7 separate regions of the Mus musculus genome follow, and all the other regions are linked to region 2. Evidence: chromatin contacts called from public HiCAR-type and promoter capture Hi-C data. All regions are on one chromosome and are shown on one strand. The core of a region is the stretch at or near the end of the contact, and the rest is flanking DNA. Distances in the headings are between cores, read along the strand shown. Region 1 holds the start of Tmem68 (transmembrane protein 68). Region 2 holds the start of Sdcbp (syndecan binding protein). Region 3 holds the start of Lyn (LYN proto-oncogene, Src family tyrosine kinase). Region 4 holds the start of Rps20 (ribosomal protein S20). Region 5 holds the start of 6330407A03Rik (RIKEN cDNA 6330407A03 gene). Region 6 overlaps Gm50597 (a long non-coding RNA gene). Region 7 holds the start of Mos (Moloney sarcoma oncogene).

What was found. Promoter capture Hi-C pulls out the DNA fragments that hold promoters and counts their contacts. HiCAR-type assays count read pairs that join an accessible place to other places. Capture Hi-C pulls out chosen DNA fragments and counts their contacts.
Region 1: a promoter capture Hi-C map of pre-B cells shows a contact between it and region 2, with 6 times the contacts expected there. The contact joins the promoter of Tmem68 here to the promoter of Sdcbp in region 2. A contact is called at or near these places in 3 of 39 promoter capture datasets (cranial neural crest, hippocampal neurons and pre-B cells), 1 of 484 Hi-C or Micro-C datasets (CD4 T cells), 2 of 115 datasets of contacts at active chromatin or transcription factors (large pre-B cells and stem cell-derived neural progenitor cells) and 1 of 9 other capture datasets (liver).
Region 3: a contact with region 2 is called in a promoter capture Hi-C map of liver, with 3 times the contacts expected there. The contact joins the promoter of Lyn here to the promoter of Sdcbp in region 2. A contact is called at or near these places in 2 of 39 promoter capture datasets (liver and pre-B cells), 2 of 115 datasets of contacts at active chromatin or transcription factors (pro-B cells and stem cell-derived neural progenitor cells) and 1 of 9 other capture datasets (liver).
Region 4: a promoter capture Hi-C map of liver shows a contact between it and region 2, with 3 times the contacts expected there. The contact joins the promoter of Rps20 here to the promoter of Sdcbp in region 2. A contact is called at or near these places in 6 of 39 promoter capture datasets (the 3T3-L1 cell line, cranial neural crest, frontonasal cranial neural crest and 2 more), 4 of 115 datasets of contacts at active chromatin or transcription factors (astrocytes, fibro-adipogenic progenitors, large pre-B cells and 1 more) and 2 of 9 other capture datasets (adipose tissue and liver).
Region 5: a contact with region 2 is called in a promoter capture Hi-C map of pre-B cells. The contact joins the promoter of 6330407A03Rik here to the promoter of Sdcbp in region 2. A contact is called at or near these places in 2 of 39 promoter capture datasets (neutrophils and pre-B cells).
Region 6: a contact with region 2 is called in a HiCAR-type map of astrocytes, with 2.7 times the contacts expected there. The contact joins the enhancer-like site here to the promoter of Sdcbp in region 2. A contact is called at or near these places in 4 of 39 promoter capture datasets (hippocampal neurons, liver and pre-B cells) and 2 of 115 datasets of contacts at active chromatin or transcription factors (astrocytes and large pre-B cells).
Region 7: a contact with region 2 is called in a HiCAR-type map of astrocytes, with 3 times the contacts expected there. The contact joins the promoter of Mos here to the promoter of Sdcbp in region 2. A contact is called at or near these places in 2 of 39 promoter capture datasets (cranial neural crest and pre-B cells) and 3 of 115 datasets of contacts at active chromatin or transcription factors (astrocytes, embryonic stem cells and large pre-B cells).

Annotation. Positions count from the first base shown.
Region 1 is chr4:3,573,535-3,576,653 of GRCm38.p6, reverse strand. It overlaps Tmem68 (transmembrane protein 68), which reads left to right and starts at 1,801. Exons shown (of 8, transcript NM_028097.4): 1 at 1,801-1,950. It overlaps Tgs1 (trimethylguanosine synthase 1), which reads right to left and starts at 1,775. Exons shown (of 13, transcript NM_054089.4): 1 at 1,525-1,775. The coding sequence starts at 1,628.
Region 2 is chr4:6,364,336-6,367,600 of GRCm38.p6, reverse strand. Sdcbp (syndecan binding protein) reads right to left here and starts at 1,921. Exons shown (of 9, transcript NM_001098227.1): 1 at 1,842-1,921.
Region 3 is chr4:3,676,560-3,680,070 of GRCm38.p6, reverse strand. Lyn (LYN proto-oncogene, Src family tyrosine kinase) reads right to left here and starts at 1,950. Exons shown (of 13, transcript NM_001111096.1): 1 at 1,707-1,950. Gm42250 (a long non-coding RNA gene) reads left to right here and starts at 1,963. Exons shown (of 5, transcript XR_881076.3): 1 at 1,963-3,258.
Region 4 is chr4:3,833,704-3,837,045 of GRCm38.p6, reverse strand. It overlaps Rps20 (ribosomal protein S20), which reads left to right and starts at 1,391. Exons shown (of 4, transcript NM_026147.6): 1 at 1,391-1,562; 2 at 1,755-1,854; 3 at 2,037-2,110; 4 at 2,363-3,342. The coding sequence starts at 1,560. The coding sequence ends at 2,545. Gm32823 (a long non-coding RNA gene) reads right to left here and starts at 1,397. Exons shown (of 5, transcript XR_881078.2): 1 at 1,112-1,397; 2 at 171-363. LOC115490074 (a small nucleolar RNA gene) reads left to right here and starts at 1,900; the gene lies at 1,900-1,967.
Region 5 is chr4:3,713,408-3,716,586 of GRCm38.p6, reverse strand. 6330407A03Rik (RIKEN cDNA 6330407A03 gene) reads right to left here and starts at 1,623. Exons shown (of 1, transcript NR_028126.1): 1 at 1-1,623. The region is part of intron 1 of Lyn (LYN proto-oncogene, Src family tyrosine kinase); the gene reads right to left.
Region 6 is chr4:9,134,935-9,138,490 of GRCm38.p6, reverse strand. Gm50597 (a long non-coding RNA gene) reads right to left here. Exons shown (of 2, transcript XR_001784233.1): 2 at 2,318-2,781. It overlaps Gm34288 (a long non-coding RNA gene), which reads left to right. Exons shown (of 4, transcript XR_881105.2): 2 at 2,967-3,027. Among named protein-coding and RNA genes, the nearest start is that of Gm34288, 5.9 kb to the left of the region's middle. Within about 2 kb of position 2,105, at least 95 of the 459 cell types and tissues checked have an H3K27ac peak or open chromatin away from gene starts, as enhancers often do. A contact at or near this core is called in astrocytes, where this site is marked.
Region 7 is chr4:3,869,919-3,873,392 of GRCm38.p6, reverse strand. It overlaps Mos (Moloney sarcoma oncogene), which reads left to right and starts at 1,288. Exons shown (of 1, transcript NM_020021.3): 1 at 1,288-2,735. The coding sequence starts at 1,579. The coding sequence ends at 2,610.

The DNA.
Region 1 (3,119 bases), core at 552-3,051, 2.8 Mb after region 2:
CGTGAGTATTCACACCAGCCTATTTTAATACTTACTCAAACTATTTTTACATAAAAGTAATGTTTTCACTCAGGCCATTTTTACATAAAATTCTGTTAAGGATACTGGTTTTCTCGACTTTCTGCCAAAAAGGCACTTCAAGAAGACTCTAAATGGAGGAGTTCCTTTCCTCTCCCAAGGCTTCATATTTTTCACTGTCCATCCTGCCAGATTGCTATCAAAGCACCACAGACATGTCTCTTATCCAGTTGAGTTAACTGAGTAATTGTGCAAACCGCTACCTTAGTGCAATATTGATCTCTTTTGCTTAGAAAGTGAATTCAGCGCAGCCTGGTCCCATCTTATATTCCATTACCTACCAGCATCTAATAGGAGCATAAAAAAGAACTTTACTGAATTAAATGTACACCTGAGCGTTGGGAGTCATTTTTGTCTGCTTCTGTAAAAGCCTGTCTGTTAGGCGGAGTCAAGGCAGGTCAGGCTGACAGATTTCCTGGCCTGCCAACGGCATGGAACAAAAAGCTACAACTGAGGCTCAAGGAGAGAGGCTGAACGTTCGATTAATCTTTGTGGAAGGAACAGGGAGGCCTCCGGATGGGAACAGATATCCATTCTCTGTCAGCCATTGTCTGTGCTAGTTTGTGACTTTGTTTCCCATGATACTGTAAAGTGTATTAAGGTTATGAGAAATACATTTGGGGCCAGTGTGGTTCAGGCCTGCAGCCCTCCGGATTTCTAACCTTTGTCTCTGAGTCTTCTTTTCGGTCTTATAATCATCCTCACTCCCCCACTAGAAGACTGTTCAACTCTGAACCAGCAGGACCTGTGCAAATGAGCCTAGTACATTTTTTAAATGTTAAATTTAACATGGTGTTATATTTCTTTTTTGAGGAAACTTTCAGATATCTTCCCTCAAGTACATAATGAAAATGAGTACCTTCAAATTTAAAATTTGTCAATGCTTTTCCCACCAGAAGGTACTTTCTATTCTGGCAATTTTAAACATGAAACCAACATTTCCCCCAGAGATGTCTCTAAAACTGCCATAAACAGTTAACACTTTTATCTCAAATAATTAGACGTTTCAGATACATAAATTTTTGTTGGAAAGGATTTTACAGTTTGCAAATAGAGCTCTAATTTGATCCTTCATCTCATCAATCTATTTGTATTAGTTTACACTTCACACTCCATCTTACTGGTATAGCTCAGGATGGTCTTGAATTTGCTATCCTTCTGCATGGCCAATACCTGGGCCATCTCGCCCGACTCAACCAATGTTGAGATTGGCCCTTCATTTATGGAAACCCGAAATGACACATATAAGGTACCACATTTAAAAAAAAATCAAAATTATATTAATCTTCCCTTTAGTAATTGCAGTAGAACATTCCTTCATGCCCGCGGGGTTTCGAGTTTCTTAGACATCAGGTCATGTGGCTTTCTGGAAAGCCTCTCTCTAACTCTGCGACACCCCCATTCCTGAGCAAGGACAGAAAGTGAGAGAGGACCGTCGCGACTTACTCCACAAATGCCCGGGAGCAGAGGCAAAGGATCTTGTACTCCTCCTCGCGGTCTTCAATGAAGAGCAGCATTTCGGCCACATGGTTCCACTTCTCGCAACACATTTCGTTATCCGGGCTCGCTCTGGTGTTGTCCGCGACTGGGCCGGGCGCTGTTGCTGAAGACAGAAAGGCGTAACTCGCGCGGGCAGAGGAGCGGAACGCGCCTGGGGACGCTCGAGCCGGGAGCCAGCCAGCCGCGCTACCGGAAGCAGCGACAGCAGCTACCGGAAGGGGCGGGGCGACCGACGGTCCTACACCCAATGTGGCTCGGCCTTCTTCCTCTCAGGCAGTTAAAGGAAACCGGCACTACCCGCGTGTCTGCTTCTCCCGGCTCTGCCGCCGACCAGCTGCCGAGGTCGCCGATTTCCTGTGACTTTCTTGTCAGGTGCGTCGAGCTCCCCATGGACTTCTCCATGCTGTTCTAGCCGGTAGCAGGCGTGGTGTCCTGGTCGCGGGGCCCGGAGCGGAAAGCCGGACTAGTTCCCGGCCTCTGCGCCTGCGCCGTGCAGTATATCTACAACTGCAGTATTCCTTCCTTTCATAACTCCTAAATTCAATATACCAGTCTAGATGTGAATTATAGATAGGCATGGTGGTATACACCTTTAATCTCAGACTTGGGAGGCAGAAGCAGACAGATCTCTCTGAGATCAAGGCCAGCTTAGTCTGCAGAGCAAGTCAGGTCCACACAGATGCTGTCTCAAAAATAACTAAATGTCTTACAGCATTATTGGAGAGAGTGACTAGAGTTAGACTATGATGCAGTAGAAGAGTAGTCATTAAAAGAGTAGGGGACTTTAACCAAAAGTAGAAGAGCATTTTTATATTGAAAAACAAAATCTTTGCAAGGTAATGTACATCAGAACCCGGAGAAAGAAGCTTGAACTCAAGGGGTTTTTGTTGTTTGTTTTCTTTTTATTGATAAGTGACACATGGGTGTGAGGAGAAGGCTTATTGGTTATTCGAGTTGGTTAAAGGGACAAAACATTCACGGGTGCATGAAAGTTGTCCTCCGCCTTCACATGCTCACTCATGCATCCTCCCCACAGGGTCAGGTGATTAAAAAAAAACATTTTAAAATTCTTTAAAAAGCCAATGGCATGTAATAATTTTACATATTTCTGGGTCACGGGGCAGCATTTCAGTGCATGTAGAAGATCATGAGAAGATACATTCATGAGAAGATCCGGGGAAACGATATATTTCTCACCTCAGACACTGTTTCTTTGTGTTGGGGCATTCAAACTGTTCTCTCTTAGCTGTTTTTGGATACTCACTTTGTAATCCAGTTTTCCTACTGTGCTTTAAAAGTTAAGTCTTCCTTTTGGCTATGCTCCACACCCACTAAATCACCATGTCTATATACTTCCCTGCACTTGTCCTGACTCGCTGTTAATCTTTGAGATTAACTTCCTTGTATGAGAGACTGATATGGCACCACCCAGAGTTAGTGTGAGACTTCCCACCTCCATTAACAACAGCAAAACCAACCAAACAACCTCACAGACATTCTCAGAGGTTTGTCTCTTAGGTGGTTCTAAACCCATAAGCTGA
Region 2 (3,265 bases), core at 672-3,171:
AGTCTGGGCCCCAGGGGCCTAGGTTCCTGGCAGGTCTGTATGCAGGAGCTCCAAGGAACACATGCTGTTCAGTTCCCAGCACCCATTCTTGGGGCAACTGACAAAACCACTAATTCAACCCCACAGGCACGCTGACTCTGGCCTCTCCACTCCCTGCACTCCCCATCCCACTCCCACGTATGTACACACACACATACACACACACACACACACACCATTTTTTAAAAAGCTAGCGGAAAGAAACTATCATTTTTTAAATATAGTTGTTCAAAGCCTTTTACAATTTTAAGAAAGTTAAGTATAAGAGGAGTAACTCCTACAATTTAGACATCTGCTCCAATTATAACTCCAGACACAGTAAGACCGCTTCATGTCTTTAGTTGACATGTACTTGCAAAGGGTGACAATCATACCTACTAGCTTGGTCACAGTGACACTGACCAAAACACAGCCAAACTTAACCATAACTGAAAGTTATAATCCAAAATGTTATTACTAACTGGAAAAACAGACACATACAGCAGAAAATCATGCCTTCCTCAGTGTTAAACTGAGGGAAACATATTTACATGTCTGACCATAGAGGCACTATCTGAACCAGTACCTAAGACCGTAAAAGAACTGGCCTGCCAGAGGAAATATGGCTGGCTGGTGGGCACAACCAAAGCCTATGCCAAGCACAGGGGAGGTTTTATACTGTATGCTCTACATTTTAAATGCTTAAAATTTTGAGCCATATGTTTACTAATTACATCCTTAAAAGCTAAAATTTTCAGTAAGTGTTGCAACATTTGGCAATTAATAAGTACAAGGAGAACGATTATTAAATGTATAAGTATTTTAAAGTGTGTGGGTGTCTTTTACAGTCTCTGGATGTTTACTACCTAAGAGAAAGTGGCAAAAATGGGGGGAAGTCGGTGAGCCGTGCTCATTTTAAAGGGCTGCTTAATTCAAAAGTGCATCAAAATCTTAATCAGCCCTTTCTTGTTCATGATTTTTAAATCCTCTTTAATAGATCCAGCACAGCTAAAATCTGCTTCCAAAGTTAAGTGACTCTGGCTATAATGGAGTAATTGTTTACTGAGCCTTCTCGTCATTCCATTTCCTTATTTCCTGGTGCAAGTCATCTGATCAGTAATACTTACGTACCACTTAAGACCTACCAGTTTAAGGACCTAAGTTGTTAACAGGATGAAAAGGCATATTTTCTGCTTTGTCCTATCCTCACATCGGGAAAATGAGAGTACAAATCTGCTGAACTATATCACCTTGACATTTCAAAAGTAAGACAATTGACCAGGGCAGCAGCTATTTTCAATATAACTTTCGTTCTTAAACATTTGTTCTCGGTGTAAAGCGTGCGTGTTAAGAATTTAAAACTCTACACTTTCTAAGTAATTTACCTAATGGAAAACAAAACAAAACAAGAAAAAAAAAAGCTATGTGTCGAAGATAGGACGAATACAACAAACGATCCCACACACTCCACGGCTCCATAACTGCACTTCTGAAACTGGAAACTTTCCACGTCTGTACGCCTCCCTCCGCCCCGTATTAGAAGGAAATCCTCCAAGGAGATCTGAGTCACCAGACCTCCGGAGACCGTTCCTGGTGCACACACCCCGCTGCAAGCCCTGGCCCTCCCTGCCCCCTTCCAGAGCAGCGGCTCCGCAGCTAACCGTTGTCACCTCCGGTCCGTCGCGCCCTGCCAGCCGTCCGGAAGCCGCTGAGGACGCCACCGAGTGCGGGCGAGGACCCGGCCAGACCCACCCGGGGCCCGAAGCAGAGCGCCGGACCAGCTCCGAGACCTGCCGGGGCCCGGGACCCCCGCGGCCACTCACCTGCCCCGAGGACCGCGCCGCTCCTGCTGCCCGCTCCAGCTCCACACAACCGAACCTCGGGGCCCGCCCTGCGCGTCATCACCGCCCCCGCCTTCCGCCGCGCAGGCGCAGGCGCACGCGCCGTCCCCATGACAACGCGGCACAGCCCGAGCGACCACCAGCCCACCCTCCCTCTACGAAATCCTCCCAACTCCCGGCTCCAGCCTCGGTTCCCTGGCAGCCCCCGCCGCCTTTTACTACCCTTTGTTCCCAGAACGAATGCTCATTGGCTGCTGACTGTTACTCTCGGTGTTGAACACACACACACACACACACACACACCCTGAAATAAATAAAACCCACATTCTAATCTTAAAAACACGGACTATGTGCTTTCTGAGAGTTGATGGTGCTGATAGGGGAATCCAGATGTTTGGGGTGTACATGAATATGTGAAACTGACAATATCTACACCAGTCCATGGCTGAGGCCATTTCCTAGTAACAGTATATGACATCATTGGCATGCAAGCAATTGTCTATCTAAATTATTCATCATCACAGTCATTTGAAATTTTATCTCTGGTAAAACAATAAGCATTACATGACAAGAGGAATGAAAATGTGATGCTCCAGGGAGAATATGGCTTAACTGATGAACAACTTGTAAAACGAGTTACGGGATGGAAAAGGAAGAAATACAGTTCTATTCACAGCTGGCAAGATTATCTATGTAAACAAAGAGAAAATAAACACCAGTAAGCAGAATAAGCAGCTACAGCAAGGTTGCTACGATACACGGTTAATATACACACGAGTCAATTACTTTCCTATCTGCACGAAATGAGCAATTGGAATTGAATATTAAAAATATATCAAGATAAAATACTTAGCTACAAGCCTAGTTGAATGAATATCTGTGTGAAGGAAAACTCCTAATTAGAATTTCATGCTGTGGAAATAAATAGGTTGGAATGTCGAAAGTCCAGAGGAAGATCACCATATCTTGGGCTAAATCCTGGCCCTCCAGAACAGCCATTCCTTGTTTCCCTGTGTCTAAACTAACATCTTGTGACAATAAACAACAGGTCTTTAGAATCTATTGAATTAGCAGGCAACTAGCTTCTACCAATCCAAATGCTTAGAATGCCACCAGAAAACACCTTGCGTCTTACAGAAAGGTTCCCTGAACCTCACCCCCACTGCCTTGTCCTGCCTCTCTGAAGTAAGCGCCTATGTATTGTAAGCTTGCCTTGACTGATGACTTCCTCTGTCCTGTAAAATGGTGCACGCCTTTAATCCCAGCACTTGGGAGGCAGAAGCAGGCAGATTTCTGAGTTCGAGGCCAGCCTGGTCTACAGAGTGAGTTCCAGGACAGCCAGGGCTACACAAAGAAACCCTGTCTCAGAAAAACAAACAAAAACAAAAACAAAAACTATGAGAGCT
Region 3 (3,511 bases), core at 701-3,200, 2.7 Mb after region 2:
CCAAGGCTCTTGGGAGCTGAATTTTTAAAACAACAAAACCCCCAAATCACCCTGCCTTTCTCCAAATGAGGACCTGGATAGGCAGCAATCCTGAGGGGAGGAGAGTTTCATTTCACTTAAGAAGGGCCCAGGAAGCCGGGCTTGGTGGCGCACGCCTTTAATCCCAGCACTCGGGAGGCAGAGACAGGCAGATTTCTGAGTTCGAGGCCAGCCTGGTCTACAGAGTGAGTTCCAGGACAGCCAGGACTATACAGAGAAACCCTGTCTCGACCCCCCCCCCCAAAAAAAAAGAGAAGGGACCAGGAAGTTCCTGAACCCACAGGGCATAGCCTATTTCCCTAAAACATGTTATGGGTGTTAACTCCACAGAGAGAAAACACCCTACAGATAGCCGAGCTTCGGAGCAAAGAGTCCATCGTCTTCCACGTTAGGTCTTAAGATCTCTTGAACTGGGGGAATCCCAGGAACCTCTGAGGCAGCACAGCACACGTTTCAGGTGTTTTATTAGATAGATTTTCAAGTCAGCTAGCTCACTCAGACATGTGGTCTCGGGTTTAAAAATCGCCAAACTGCCAACCACCAAAGGCCTCCGATTTTATAGATGATCAGTTGTACCAAGTAACTTTCATATAACATTATATTCATATAATGTTCAAGGACCTTCAGTGTACTAAACCTATGAAGTAGGTTCATAGTCAATCAGGCGGAAACCCAAACCGGGAACTTCAATAATTCGCAGTCACTGAGAGAATGCAGGGCCTAGATTCCCACCTGGATTCTGAACAGCAAAGAAGTTGGGCGGATTAGCATAATTAACAAAAACACCGGTACTCCAATAAATAAAGAGACAACCACAAGCACCCCAAGTAGCGGGGACTATTGGGAAAAAAAACAAAAAACAAAAAACACTACACCAACAGCATAGGGAAGTCACTATAGTCAGCCAAGATAAGGCAGGCAAGTGGGAACTGTCGCACACACCCTTCCCCCATTCAGAAGGAAAGGCATCCCTGAATTCTTAAAATAACTCTAGCTTCCTCTTGGCCAAGGCGTTGGACTACTCCTCTGCGGGCTGACAGAAGTCGAGCTACGCGGGAGGTCAAGCTACAGCCTCTGTGGCAGCCGTTCGACGTCACCACCTTGCCTCGAGTCAACAGGGACCTCAGCTGTCAGCCAACCTTAGAGAGGGGCTGGGTTCAAACCCCCCTTCTCATCCCTGGGGACTCAAGGTCCGATCTGGACACTAAATACTGGATCCCAGATGACTCCCTCTGGAATCCCCACCGCGCTCCCTTTCGGAGTGGACTCAGGCCACTTCTCTCTGCCAGGCAAGAGAAGCTGGAGAGGGGCATGGGAGAGACTTGACGCCAAGGACCCAGGGGCGCCCACCCTGTGCGCACTGCCCACCACGCCTCCGCGCCGCTCCGCTGCGGACACCTGCGGAGTCGCCGCCCCCGCGTCCCCGCTCGATCGCCCCGGCGAGTCACAGTCTCCCAAGGCTGAAGGAGTCTAGATGCTCTCGCCACCCGGGGCCAGCGCGAGCGCCACCAAGAAGCAGTGCGCGACCTCTGCTGCGGGCGCCGTGGCTGCACCGAAACCCGGAGTCCCAAGCCAAGAAAGCGACCTGTGATCCGGTCTCTGACCCAGCCCCGGTCCCTGCCCGGTCCACCCTACGCACCCACCCTGCGCTCAAGCCCCGGACTTACTCGCTCGTGGTGGAAGTTTCGGGGCGGCGGAACTCCACGGTGACTTCGGTTAAAAGCTGTTCACGCGACGGGATAGCCCTGCGGGGCCCGCCTGGGAAGCAGCTGCGGGCCGGTGTCTTAGGACGCGTGACCGGGACTTGCGGGCACACTGCTCGGGGAACAGTGCCCGGCCTGCAGCAACCTATTAGCTGCAGAACGTTGGCCGGGAGGCGCCCAGGCCCGGCTCGGTGGGAGAGGAACTGGCTGTCGCTGGGCTCGGCCGAGAGGTCCCAGCTACTTCCTGGTGCTCGAATTTGCATACTGTGCTGGGAGGGCGGGGAAGTGACCGTTTGGTTCCTGTCCAAGGTTTGGTATTTGGTGTAGCCATCGCTCAGGGTTTTACAAGCAAACAGACTTTGGAGACCCAGACCGCAAGTTGGGAGAGTGGCGGTAGCCTCGGAAACAACATTCTCCCCAGGGCTGCGTGGAAGATCTAGGGGTTCTCGAGGGTCGTGGAAAACGTTCACCTTACTTCACTGTTCCTTAGGACCCAACTCCTCAATGCACTGTGTCTTGGGAGCAGAAGCAGCACTCTCTGTGTGTGTTTGGAGCTTCCAGAGAGAAAAAAACCGGTATCAGCGAGTAGATGTTTGGAGGGTATGGCGAGGGGGAATCTTTGCTTTAACAATCAAAACATCAAATTCCTTAAAGGTGTACAAGGAGTGCTGAAGATATTCACTGGAATGAGGAGTGGGAACTCGCTATGGAGTTAAAGGGCATGCCAATAGCTGAAAGCTTCCAGGAAAATGGAGCTAAGACTACTTATCAAGAACTGTCCTCTGTAGCAGGCTCGCATTGATTAGCATGTGGTCCTGGTAACATTACTGCATTCCTAACAAATGCTGTGTCCTTGTGTTCCTATGTGTACACAGTACTTGGCATACTGTAGGTACATAACCAGTGTGTGTTGTAAGATTGCTTGTTCAAACCAAATTTTGACTTGATAAATGCCCCTTACTGAACCAAGATATGCAATTAGCCTCAGTCACTATGATACCCACTTATGCTAATCTGACTTCTGTTTTCTGGGATTCCCTAATTGCAGTTCAACAGGTCAGAACAGGTACCTTGTAACAAAGTCCAGTACAGCTGTCATTTGTTACTAATGAAGGAAGACTAACATTTGTGAGCACACTGATTCACCAGTTTTGTTGTTTTTCTTTTCTTTTTTTCAGACAGGGTTTCTCGTTGTAACCCTGGGTGTTCTAGAACTCACCCTGCAGATTATGCTGGGCTTGAAACCAGCAATCTGCTTCCCAAGTGCTGGAATTAAAGGTGTGCACCAGCATTTCCTGGCCCCTCCATTTTTCAGTCAACCAGGGACTATGAAGATGGTGCCAGAGATTATAATGGAGCTGAAAAATCTGTATCACTTAGTGGTGTCGTAGCTGTCATAGCTCTTTCAGTGTGACAGTGCAAGACAGATCTACAGCGTTTGTGATGATGCTGATACCAACAAGTCCTCTCTACCGTTGTGGACCATGACTCCTGATTGCATCAAAAAGGACATAAAGTGAGTGACCTGGAGCACATAGGTTTAAGTGAGTGTACGATGTCTACCAGAAGACGAAATCACCAAAGAGCATGCTTCTTAGAGTGCCCCCATCACTAAGCCACAGGAATAACTCCTCAAACAAAAACAGTAGGAAGGTGGTTATTCCTATAATGAACAGTGCTACTGTCACTGTCCTGCTGAAGAGTAGCCAGTGTGTTAGCCTGGGAATCTGTGGTGCATATGAACTGTTATCTGTCAAGTATCGTATAGA
Region 4 (3,342 bases), core at 142-2,641, 2.5 Mb after region 2:
GAACTCTACCTCACACAAAAACAAAGCAGAACAAAACAAATAGTCAAGAAAGGAAAAGAAAAACAAAGTTAGACTTTTTTCTGATGTTAAGTCTACTAGTAGTCTAAGAGGTCAATGGATTATATTTAAAAATAATTGAACTCGAAAACTCCCCTAACTTTAACACTTACCTAATTGTTCAATGACAGCAAAACTTCATGTACACTGTGAGTCAGAAAGCCAGTTCCTAGTTAGGTCGAATCCCGACCAAGCAAGTGAATCGGTGCTGGCGCTCCCAAAGCTCAGAAGAACATGGCTTAGGGAGTTCTCCTTGGAGGGGAATCAGTGCTCTGGGTTTGGCAACTCGGAGCAAGTAACTTTCACCTACAAAATAATGTTATTTCCTCCTGTGTTGTCTGTAACCCACCTCCAGGCTTACATTCTATTTGACCTTGCGCAGTGGGTAGTGTAGATTAATCTGCACCATCCTCTGCGTCCTAGGACATTTGACCTGAGGACATTTGGCTTTCTTTCTGCTGTACGCAGACACTAATTTTATTATGAACAACTGCTCCGTTCTAAGGAGTCCCCGGAGGTCTCAGCCATCATAACATAGCAGAACGGAGCTCCATCGCAACATAGAGAAGAGAATATTAAAACTGGGTAGATGGGTTCCAGGCCAGGCTGCAGGTACAATGCCCTGTGACCCCACAGAGCACTGGGACTAGAGTTCTGCCTTCACTTAATTGAACTAACTGAAGCTAAACCTGGGTTTCCAGCAGATATAGACGTTTCCAATATTCCTGGAAGCCCAAAGCCAAAATATCACAAAAGGGCATTTCAGCTCCGAAAAGCAGTTTCCGAATAATTTTTAGAATATAAGCTTAGTAATTAATGGGGGGTGGGGGGGAGGTGGGGTGTGTGTGTGTGTGGGGGGGGTGCCACAGCTCTCGTCAGAAGACAAGTTTCCGAAAACCACTATCTCCTTCTACAAGGATTCACAAGATTGAACTCAGGGTGTCAGCTCATGGATGGAGTGCGTTTTCCTGCTAAGCCCTGACTTCTGTCTTCAGCACCAAGTAAATAAATGCCCTGTCACGATCATTCTTCCCCAAGGTCCGTGTCAGCTAACCTCAAAACAACTCTTCCCTTGTCAGACAAAAGCAAGCTGATCGAGTATGCATGCGAAGCATATTTCGCACTGTAAAGACCGTAGGTGCTTGTGCAGAGAGCACCTGGCATGAGTTTTCTCCGCTCCAGCTTCGTCTGTCCTCCGAGTCAGGACAGGGACTCCGCCGAGAGGCCAGAGGGCGCGCGCGCGTCCTCGCCTTTCCCGCCAACTAGGCGGGGACGCAGCCCGGCCTCCCCCACGGCGACCTCTTCGCGGGCGGGGCGGTTCCTGTTCCGGGTCACAAAGCACCCGGATGCGCACGTGCTTTATAAGCGCCCGGCGCCGTCCGGCCCCTCCTTTCTGAGCCCCGGCGGTGCGCGCTACGGAGCTCGGCCAGCCTGCTCCGTCCTGACTCACCGCTGTTCGCTCCTGCTGAGGAACAAGTCGGTCAGGAAGCCGCGCCTCAGCCATGGTGAGGTGGGGGGCGTCGCCACGCGGCCTGGGGCGTCGGCGGGGCTCGACTTGCTGGGGCGCCGGGAGCGCAGAGCCCGGGAGAGGGCTCCCGCCGCGGCGAGGGCCCGGGAGAGGGTCCTCATGGCGGTTGTGTAGGAGTGGGCCTCCACTTACGGGTCGCTGTTTGTTTTTCCCGCCTGGGTGATAACAGGCATTTAAAGATACCGGAAAGACGCCCGTGGAGCCCGAAGTGGCGATTCACCGAATTCGAATCACGCTCACCAGCCGCAACGTGAAGTCGCTGGAGAAGGGTCAGTACGATGCTCGGGGTGGCTTGGTGATCGCTGGGGCGCGGTCGGCGATGAGGAGATACCAACCGTATTGAGTTATAGTGATATTTCTTATACGCTATTCTGAGCCGATAGGCGAACTTGTTTAAAACGCCTCGAGTCATTCTGAGTTAACTGAAAGACCATGCTTTCTTAACCCGCAGTTTGTGCGGACTTGATCAGAGGCGCCAAGGAAAAGAATCTGAAAGTGAAAGGACCGGTGCGCATGCCTACCAAGGTAAGGGACAGGTAGACTCGAGTACTGGTAGACTGGTGGGGAGGGGGAAGGTCAGAGTTTGATTGCCAAATAAATTCAGAGATTAAATTTACATTCCTAAGAATACAAGTTATTAGGGGCCAAATGTCTGGTGGCGATTGAGTATGATACCTTTCTTAAAGCAAACTCCAAAACTCTCTAGTAAAGGTTGCTGAAACCTGTTAACATACAGAGAAAATGGTTCAGAAATGGACTAATTTTGTTTTATTGCAGACTTTGAGAATCACTACCAGAAAAACACCTTGTGGTGAAGGTTCCAAGACCTGGGATCGATTCCAGATGAGGATCCACAAGCGACTCATTGATTTACATAGTCCTTCTGAGATTGTTAAGCAGATTACTTCCATCAGTATTGAGCCGGGAGTTGAGGTTGAAGTCACCATTGCAGATGCCTAAGACAACTGAATAAATCGTCTTAATGGTCAAATTTTGCTGGCTTTTGTTCAGGTTTTTTTTTTTTAATTCATGTTTATGAGTGTAAATGTGTGTGTCACAGGGGTGTCAGATGTTCTTTGAACCACCATGTAGGTGCTGGAAACCCAACCTGCATCCTCGGAGAGAACAGGTTCCTTAACCACTGAGCAAGTACTGAAGCATTAAACTGCTTTTAAAAATGAAGGTGTGCTAACAGATTGGTCAGGTGAAAAAGAGACGTTAGGTTTCCTGCAGGGGGCGCTAAGCCAATTTAAAGACTAAGTTGGGTTAGAAAAGAGCAGATTGCATCCTTGATCTTTTAAGCCTGGGGATTTTGTTTTGTTTTGGGATAGGGTCCCAACACAGAACAGGCTGACCTCATTAAATATCAATCTTATTTGATTGCCTCTGCTCCCAGAGTACTGGAATTAAAGGCAGGGACCACTGTATTAGCCATTCTGAGTTATTTGAAATGGACTCTGCAGGCCATACTTGGTCAAAATTCTGCCTTCTCAATTACAGGCATGAGCCACTATGCCTGGTTTACTTACTAATAGATGTCCAAAGACTAGTGTATGAAAATTTTGCTTTTCCAGGTGATTTGTGAAAGGCAGGGTGGCCTCTCCCATGTCACACTACTTGGGTTACTCATGTTGCAACATATCTGCAACTTTAGGTTGAGGGGATTTGAGCCTGCATGTGCCACTTTGGCCAACTGAACTAATCTTTAATTCCATCTAAAACTTTTAAATCTCAGTCATGTGTTCAACTGGAAAATA
Region 5 (3,179 bases), core at 374-2,873, 2.7 Mb after region 2:
AACTCACAGAGATTAAAGGTTAACTCCACATGAACCTGGCCCAAGATTCTCAAAGCTTAACAAATAAGACACTTTACTAACTGGCTAAACGATACATTGCAGGACAATGAAGTGTCCTGGAGAGACTTTAACAGACCCCAGGAGTTTAAAATGAGAAATAAGAAGCAAAAGCCAGTGCAGATTCAGAGCTGTTCCTCTTAAAAATGAGGCCAAGAAGAGATGATATAAAAGGATGGCTCTTGGGGGTCAAGCCACCTCAGGGCACCAAGTGACAGAATGCTCTAGGGGACCTCAAGCTTTCAGGGGATATGCCATGGTGAAGGCTTGTTCCAGCACTGGCTCAGCTATGTACACCTCCCTCCCTCACATCTTAGCTTTGTGAAACCAGGTTGGCTGTGTCTGGTGTGATTCAAAACTAGCAAGTGTCAACTGCAAATCAATGGAACAGAAACAGGACAGTTTGAGAAGTTTCATGTCAAGATACACTTGACCCATTTGCGAGTGACTGTGATTATTAAAATATAACAGAAATAGGATTCTTCCTTCTAATGTATGACATCTTTTCAAACAGCATTGTGTCCTTATATCCAAAATGTATTCCAGTTTTGGATTCACTACTCGCAGAATATCTTCCATTCTAGGACTACTAGAAAAAAAAAAAACTGTAGTTGGAGGACCATGAACCAAGAGTGCCAGAGAAGCTGTGACTCAGTACTTGGGAGAAATAGGAGCCAGGGGTTAGTCTGTGTGGGTGAGGCTGGCAGAGGCTATACATCTTGAGTATGGTGTTAGGAACACACAGCATGTGACCACCAGCCAGTACTGAGGCAGTGGCTGGCACTTAGCAATTTTGCCTTCACTTTCTACATCGCTCAGAGTCCAGACAGAGACACTACTGGCTTTCCAGGGGACTAATACTCTAGGGAAGGCTGTCACTCAGTTTCAGACCATATCTTTTTATATATATATAAAATGTAAAATTGGCTCAGTGGTCCCAGCACCTGGGGTAGAGACAGGAGGATCAGTTCAGTGTCATCTTCTGCTACTTAAACTGAAGGCCCTGGCTCATAAGCAATACATAAGTAAATGCATTGTAAAAATCAGTAAGATAAAACTAAAAGGAAAAATTTAAGGTTTAAAGAACACAAAACACAAGCAAACATCATGTAATATTACAATAAAAATCCCAACGCTAAAATAAAATACAATACTTTGTACCTCTGTAGTATGTTGGAAGTTTGAAAACTTCTTTTTTTTTTTTTCTGGACAGGGATTACCTGTGTCATTCTAGCTTTGCTGGAAGTCACTCTGTAGACCAGACTGGCCTCTGCATCCCAAGTGCTAGAATTAAATGCCTTGACACTACTCCTGACACTACTTCGACATTATTTACTTTATGTATGTACTTCAACAGCATATCACAAAATTCTACCGAATTTTCATTTTTAATTAAATTCCTCACCACACTGTCCACTCAGCATGGGAAACCACAGCTGTCCAGTGTTGTCATTTCCTAGTCAAATCCAGTCCCCTCAGGTCCCATCAATTCTGTGAGAGATTTACATTTGGGTTCTGAGTTCTGGGAAGGCATGCATGAGAAAATGGTAATTTTTGATTTTCTTCCCCACGTTGATCCCCTCCCCCCCAGCAGACCTACATGATATCAACGATTACAGGATCTATGTAGAGGTGCGGTTGCCCACCAGTTGGTCCCCGTGGCATTGGTCTTCCCTCTGCCCTGTACTATGGTTATGACTAGGAACATTATTTTACATTTAAAATTCTCCAGAGACTTCCTCCCATCTATTACCTTCCCGATTTAATACAAAGGACACACAGAGAAACAAGCTTGAAAATGTGATGCTCTCTTCCGAGTGTCCTCCCAGCTCACAGCTCTCTTTGTTCTTCCTTAATGCCAGCCCGAGAATTTACCTATTTTATCATCAATCTATCTCTCATGTAAATGTAGGTCCATGAAGGCCACACTTTCTGTCAGTAGTGTACAGTACTGAATTGTCAATGAAGGACATTCTAAACCTTGCATAGCTATTGTACAATAAAGGCTACTTGGTAGGATAAATAGGCAGTAAGTGTTCAGTACTGTCCTTACAATCACCTCTCATTAGATCAAAGAGTCCTGCCTTTCTTTGTGAGCAGTACACACTCACATAGACACCGTACTGCTCACAGTCTGACAATACCCCTCTCCAGCCTAACTGTCAATCATCTGCATGGCTCCAGCAGAAAATTTCTGTCAGAGGCAGAGATTTCAACCCATGAACATGCGGTCATCTTGCCTCCTCATCTCTACTTGAGCAAGCTCTTCCCATGTAGGCAAATCTAACCAGCCCTCCAAACCAAATGCAAGGCCTGGCCAGCTGGCCTTCCACAGCTCACACATTCCTCTGCCTCGTATTTCTTCTCTCCTCAGTCACAAGTACCAACATTAATAACTCACAATGTGACTTTACGTGTGCATTGAGCCCTCAGTATTGGAAACAGGTGCAACTATTCCTTAACCCCACTGCACACACCCTGAGGGCAGGCGCAACTTCACCTCTGTCACCTCTGTCACCTCTGTGACATCATCATACTTAAGTGAAGAGAGGCATCTTGAACTCTGACACAAACAAAATCACTAGTTTCTAGGTCTCTGGGCAAACAATTGTCTGCTTCCATGCTCCTTGCAGGTACCTTAAACAGAGAAAGGAGACCGTGCAGCCTGCACCACCACAACGGCTACCTGTCACCAAGGCAGTGGCCAAGCACCATTTACTGAATCAAAGCAGACTCAGAAATTCTATGAACTATGTTTCGTGGTTTATAAAAAGCTTATAAGTAGAACCCATACTTTTATGGCCATATTTTTTTGGTTTATAATAAATTATCAATAAATGTTAATTCCCAAAGTTATTTTACTTTTAGGTATAGCTACACCAAACACTGAGCCAAACCCCACCCTACTTCATTAAGAATCGGGAAAAACTCGAAGGATTTTGGCTAAAAGACTCTTGCTTTAAAACAACCATTTTCCTGCTGTAAAGCAGAAAAAGGCCATAGTATGGGGAAATCAGGTCCCACCTGGAACTTTCATTTGTTAGTAGACACATAAACACCAGAAAAGTTTCTTAATGTAATGGTATTTACTTCATCTGTGAATTCAGATAATTCCACTCTTT
Region 6 (3,556 bases), core at 856-3,355, 2.8 Mb before region 2:
AAGTATTGTTTGCTCCAAACATGCATAGAGAAGCAAGCCTTCCTGGCATTAAAGAGGTCCCTACCTCTTCACCTCTCATGAGAATTTCATTTTCTAATTTAGAACTGAGAAGGCAGATGGTAGCCCCATACCTTCCCACAAGGCCAGGACCAGACACAACTCAGGAGGAAAGAGACAACACAGTGACCTAGTGACCTATGACCCTCATTGGCCAGGCAGGAAGCAGGCATCTTTCCCATCCTTTCCTTCCAGGGATGATTCTCAGTCAGTGGCTCTTCGTGGGTCCTTTCCTCCTGGCAAGCTTATGTCATGGGCACTGTGGGAACTGGCAAAAACAACACACAAGTCTATGACCCAGAGGAGACCTGGACACATGAGACACTGGGCACATGTGCCTGTGAGGAGCCCCAACACATAAAAACAGTCATAGCTAATGAAATTAAATGGCCAAAATAGATGGCCACCTTCAGACCCTCCGGTATTCTACAAAGAGAGGGAAGCCCCACAGGAGCTCAGCCCGAAACAAGACCTTTTTTTATCATCACACAGTGGCCGAGCTATGCCCTTACATCAGCAGCTGACTTCCACCCTTACTGTGGAGGGAAGGCAAGGATCGAGTAGATGGTTTAGTTTGGATTGGTTTGGTTTAAATTATCAAATCAGATGTGGAGAGAAGTGAACAAAATCTCATTTACTCCTGATACTATGTACAAACAGAAAAACAAAGATAAAAATGTCAGTCCGTGTTCACACAACCTGGGGCTTCACAAGAGGTTTGCAAATGTGGGTAGTGGCTAGCTAACATATACCCATTACTACACGCTATGAGGGTGTGGGGAGGAAAAGAGAATGTGGTGTGTGTGTGTGTGTGTGTGTGTGTGTGTGTGTGTGTCAACATCTACTATATAAATAAATGCAGAAATAAAATAGTAAAAAAAAAAAGCCAGAAATATGTTTGATGCCTTTATTGATCGCACTGACCTTTCTTAAGTAATAAATATCCAAGCGAGGTCAAGGCTCTCTTGGTGTCAATGTCTCAGTGAGATCACTTTACTGAATCAAAGGGAGAGACCAAGGAGGAAAGGAGAGGAAAAGGAGGGGCTAATGGAGAATGGGGCTCACACTATGCAGGACCCAAAGGGGGCAGATGCTTTGGGTCCATTTTATGTCAGATGCATCTGTACCCACCTGGAACAGGTATTATTGTTAGTCCCATCTGGATGAGTTCAAATGAACTCAAACCGAGCACAAGTCTGGATTGTTTCCCTCAGTAACACAGAGGGCAGCACCTGGCTCAACAGATAATGATCTCATTCTGCCACTAGCCCCTTCATATGAATATTATAACAGAAATATTCTTGAGCTGTTTTGACTCAAAGGGGGAAAAAAAAAACAGGGTGAATATTTCGTAAATACAGGTTGGGCTGCTAGATGAGTTGCAAACATTTGCTTCGACTGTATCTATCCAGCAAAATGCATCGCTTCTCACAGGGTCATGTAACACGCAGCTGCCTGCCCAAATCGCCCAGCTATAGGCATGACTATTACACAAGAGGGCTTTCATTTACACAGGCCCAGGAGCGATCGGATAGAGGAAAGAATCAATACCGTCTGTAGAGAAATAAATCGCACTGGAAACGGGGAAGCAGGGGCTGTTTGTGTGGCAGCCAGGAATCCTCTACCAAAGACGCCATGATTTAATCTGCTGAAGAGCTTCCGGGGAAGGCTGGGGCCCACCCTTCCCTGCAGCTCTGCTTGGAGACCCTCTCAGGTTCCTGCAAAGCGCCCTTTTGACAGCCTGAGCTCAGAGTGGACTTCGCTGCCACCAAAGCCACTAGGTGAAAATCACAAAACAAAAACAAAAACAAAAACAAAAACAAAAACAAAAACAAAAACAAAACCCTGCTCGGCATCACTGCTGGTGCTTCTGAAAGCAGTATGAAAGAGATTCCTGCGACCAGCGAGCTTGCCCGCAGCCCTCACTTCACCACCTTCAGCTCCTTTCATTATTCTGTGAGCTGACTTGCCTTCTGCCTGGCCACACACAGCCTTGCTGGAGATGTGCCTGCTTCCTCGGTATTGCTATCCAGGACAATTGCATCCTTGGCCTGCGTCACAGGTCCCAGATCCCAGCCCCTCGGCCCTGAAGGCTCAGCCTTGGCCTGCCCTGCACCCCTGCCCCTGATGACGGCGCCCCCACGTGTGATTCTTGAGGATTTGGTGGTAAATGAGTTCACTGTCTCCTGCATTTTCACAAAATCCTTCTGAAGCTGGAAGAATGTGTCATCGACTGATAAAAATGCTAAATGACAACTCATTTTCATTTTGCAGAACAGAATTGTTTAATATTTCATTTCTATCACCTGCTCATTTTAGGGCAGCCCACACATGACAGGAAGGGCTCCCCGGAGAATTGCTTAAAAGGTTAAAGCTTCCGACAAGCAGCCATCCTGAGGCTCTGCTTCCCGGCGGTCGCGCGCCCAAGTCCGCCTTCGTTGATGTCTCAATGCTGCCCTCTGCTGGCGAGTGGAGCACCGGCATAGCCTGGAAATGAGACACTGAGAAGCCACAGGAGCCCAGCGGGGCTGTGAGAAGCGTGGAACACATGAAGTTTTCTACCTCCTCCAAGGGCATCCCGACCTCTTCTGAGGGTCTTTCAACTGCTCTTTCGCCAGCATGGATTCCTCTGCCAATTTTCAAGTTGTCTGCACACCAATAATGGCGAGAAGCCATGTGTCCAAAGGCTTTCCTCCCTGAAGGACTGATGGATGTTGAAGATGCCTGACAAGGTCAAATGAGGTCAAGTTGAAAAGAGCGACAGTGCATAGGGTGGACAGGTCGGATCTGAGGATAAAATACAAACGTATGCCACCAGCCACAAGCCCCATAAAATCCTCACAATGGGAACCCAATCCCTCTACTCAGCTAGCCCAACCCACATCACTCCAGCAGTCTTTCTTTTCCAGGTTTCAATTATCTGTCCTCACCCACGTTCTGAAAATGTTACGTGGAAAGTTCCATACATAAGTAAGTTGTACGTTTTGTATTGAATGCTATTCTAAGTGGGGCAATGACACTTCACAGTATCCAGTCCCTTCCTATCTGGAATGAGAATCGAACCTTTGTTCTCTGTATCCACACTATATAGGCTACCTTCCCGTTACTCACGTGACCCTCAGCTCGCTTATTGAGGTATCACAAAGTTTGTGCTCAGTAAACCAAATTTACTTGTACAACAACCCCTTCGAGCAAGACAGGCAATGCTAGGAATTTAGGCGTGCCAAAGACAAGTTGGAAAGTGCTTTTGATAAATGGGAAGGTGCTATAATAATAAGCTTAATAAGAAAAGAACAAAACGTCTAGTAACATTGTTAAGATCTACACTTTCAGAAAGACATTTAGAAAACAAGAGAAAATGACTATTAACGTTTGTTGTAATTTTCTGTCTTACTGCTCTCGTTAACCTTTTCCTGAACCTTGTTGTAGGTTAATTTATAGATTTAACTTACTAATTTATAAGTTAAATTTTGACCTAGGTGTGTATATGTAGAAATAT
Region 7 (3,474 bases), core at 39-2,538, 2.5 Mb after region 2:
CAGTATAATTTCAGTGCTTTTAAATTTTGTCCTGCTTACTATTTTCCTTTTTTATTTGGGTTTGATATGCGTGCACAGAATGGGGCTTCTATTAAAATATTCCATGGCTTACATTTTTAATATTTTGTTCTCTTAATATGTTCAAAGCTACTCAACTTTTATTCCCGAAAAATGTTTACTTTAATTATTCTAATTTCTTACATAAAGCATTGAGGTGCTAACAATTATATACTATGTACAAGATGGCAGACTAAATCATATCATACCATCAAGTAGAAACCTGGAGTTTGGTGAACTTTGAGTTGTTTATATGTCTCTCCTTTATTGTCTTCTCAAAACCTGTGATTCTGAAGTCAAAGGGACACAGCTGTCACATGAAAAGTGATCACTTATCACCTGTATGCATAAAACACCTTACCAAGCAGCTAAGAGGAATAACTCCTAGCCACTTTGAGAAACGTTTTTGAATAAACAGAGCAAGGCTCTTCCCCATTCTCCCAGAGATATAGCATAAAACTGAGCGCATTTTTATAAAACAAAAAAGGAGGAATGTGTGGTTTGATGGCCAGACCCTGAATTTGTGTTCAGCATCTGCTTTTCCATATTATAGATGGGTACCAGTGATTCTGAGCCATGTCTATTTCTCCTGACTTTTCCTCTGTTTTCCCACGCTTGCTGATATTTACAGCCGTGGTCATCACAATCACCTTTGTTCCTTTCTTCCTTCCTCCAACTCTGCATTAAATTCCAGGAACTTGCTTTCTGTGAAGTCTAGAATCTGTCTTGAAGCAAACTCACACTCATGGGGTGGCTTAACTTGCCTTGGAAAGGGATATTGGGAGGTCACTGTGTTGTTATGTTACAGAGTCTTAACTTGCTGTTTAAATCAAATACAGTGTCAGAATGCTCCCTTCTGATGAACGTAAAAGGTATGTGATCTGACTTCTATAAGTGATTGTATTTGGATCAAAGACATTAAAGTTACAGATGTTAATTCTTACAAAGGTTGCATCTAATAACCCTGGCAAGTAGTTCAACAAATGTCTGCTGTTTGTATTGCAACTCTTGCAGCCAATAGCTGCTGGGAGTGATTTAATGCAGCTGGAGACTAGCACTAACAATCATTATAGCCTGAAAAGTGTGCACCAAGTTCACTGTACTTTTTTTTTCTCTTCAGTCGAAGGACTGATTAATGATCATCAGAATGTACTTGATTTTTTTTTTCTTCCATTGTATTGTGATTGAAGAATTAGTTGGAAGGTGACGTGAACTTTTGGGCAGGCCAGTACTGTTTAACGGGGGAAGAAGTTGCTAAGGATTCACTTTAGCTGTGAGCAATCGTTTCATCTGAGACTGCCAGGCTTCATCTGCACCCCCAACCCCACCTGACTTATTTTTTAAAAAAGAAACACCTTGTGGAGTAGTGATAGCACAGATGTGGCTGGTTTTGAGAATCAAGGAAGAAGGGAAAGGAACTGGGATGAAGGCAGCAATCTTCAGCCATGCTCCCAAACTTCCCTGGCTGTTCCTACTCATTTCTCCCTAGTGTCTCATGTGACTGTCCCATCTGAGGGTGTAATGCCTTCGCCTCTAAGCCTGTGTCGCTACCTCCCTCGTGAGCTGTCGCCATCGGTGGACTCGCGGTCCTGCAGCATTCCTTTGGTGGCCCCGAGGAAGGCAGGGAAGCTCTTCCTGGGGACCACTCCTCCTCGGGCTCCCGGACTGCCACGCCGGCTGGCCTGGTTCTCCATAGACTGGGAACAGGTATGTCTGATGCATAGGCTGGGCTCTGGAGGGTTTGGCTCGGTGTATAAAGCCACTTACCACGGTGTTCCTGTGGCCATCAAGCAAGTAAACAAGTGCACCAAGGACCTACGTGCATCCCAGCGGAGTTTCTGGGCTGAACTGAACATTGCAAGACTACGCCACGACAACATAGTTCGGGTTGTGGCTGCCAGCACGCGCACGCCCGAAGACTCCAACAGCCTAGGTACCATAATCATGGAGTTTGGGGGCAACGTGACTCTACACCAAGTCATCTACGGTGCCACCCGCTCACCGGAGCCTCTCAGCTGCAGAGAACAACTGAGTTTGGGGAAGTGCCTCAAGTATTCCCTAGATGTTGTTAACGGCCTGCTTTTTCTCCACTCACAAAGCATTTTGCACTTGGACCTGAAGCCAGCGAACATTTTGATCAGTGAGCAAGACGTTTGTAAGATCAGTGACTTCGGCTGCTCCCAGAAGCTGCAGGATCTGCGGTGCCGGCAGGCGTCCCCTCACCACATAGGGGGCACGTACACGCACCAAGCTCCGGAGATCCTGAAAGGAGAGATTGCCACGCCCAAAGCTGACATCTACTCTTTTGGAATCACCCTGTGGCAGATGACCACCAGGGAGGTGCCTTACTCCGGCGAACCTCAGTACGTGCAGTATGCAGTGGTTGCCTACAATCTGCGCCCCTCACTGGCAGGGGCGGTGTTCACCGCCTCCCTGACTGGAAAGACACTGCAGAACATCATCCAGAGCTGCTGGGAGGCCCGCGCCCTGCAGAGGCCGGGTGCAGAACTGCTCCAAAGGGACCTCAAGGCTTTCCGAGGGGCACTAGGCTGACTCCATCGAGCCGATGTAGAGATAAGCTTTTTGTCTCTGTTTATTTTTTTAAAGAAGTAAGGATGGTGTGGAAGAAAACATACCACTAGGGCATATTTTTAGGAAATAAAGTTACCACGAACTTCAGCCTGAAGTGCTTTTCCTAAGCATAACGGGGCCACAGATCTCATGGGCATCGCTGCTGGTAAACTAAGCCGTTTTGGGGTTCCTGGCCCTACTGTATCATTTCTGTAGTAAGGTTTGTTCCTGGATGAAAAAAAGAATGGGGGTGATGGTGGGAGGAGAGGACATCCCTGCTCCTAGGTATGAAGAACAAAGTTTATCGTGAATAAAAGGGAGACATAGGACATGGACCTGACTCTGAGCCATGTGAGAAGAGGTAGGAGGGGAAGGGAGAAGGAAGAGAGGAGAATCAGGTGTAGCAGCCCAAAAGAGGAGAAGTAACTAAATGGATTATACAGGGAAGGACAGCTGGGGAAGAAGGGCATGCCAGCCAGGACCACCCTGTACTGATAGGGATTGAGGGATGCAGGGAGAACCTGGCACCAGGTCCACTTTGTTGTGTTAAATAGGCACTTCAGCCATTTGTCCTGGGGTTGAAAACTTAGTTACTGGTAAAGAACATTTTTCCAAAAACGAATGGTACTATAGAATGCCACATTTCCCCCTGTAAATTTTCATGTTTCAAATCTCCCCTAACACATACCTAAACTCAAGCTGCAGTTTCCCTGAAACAAAACAACAAAACCAATGCTTTTTAAAGGAACAGTTGTTAACCAGCAGTGATGGAGCATACCTTTAATCCCAGCACATAGGAGGCAGAGGCAGTTGGATCTCTGATCTCTGAATTTAAGGCCAACCTGG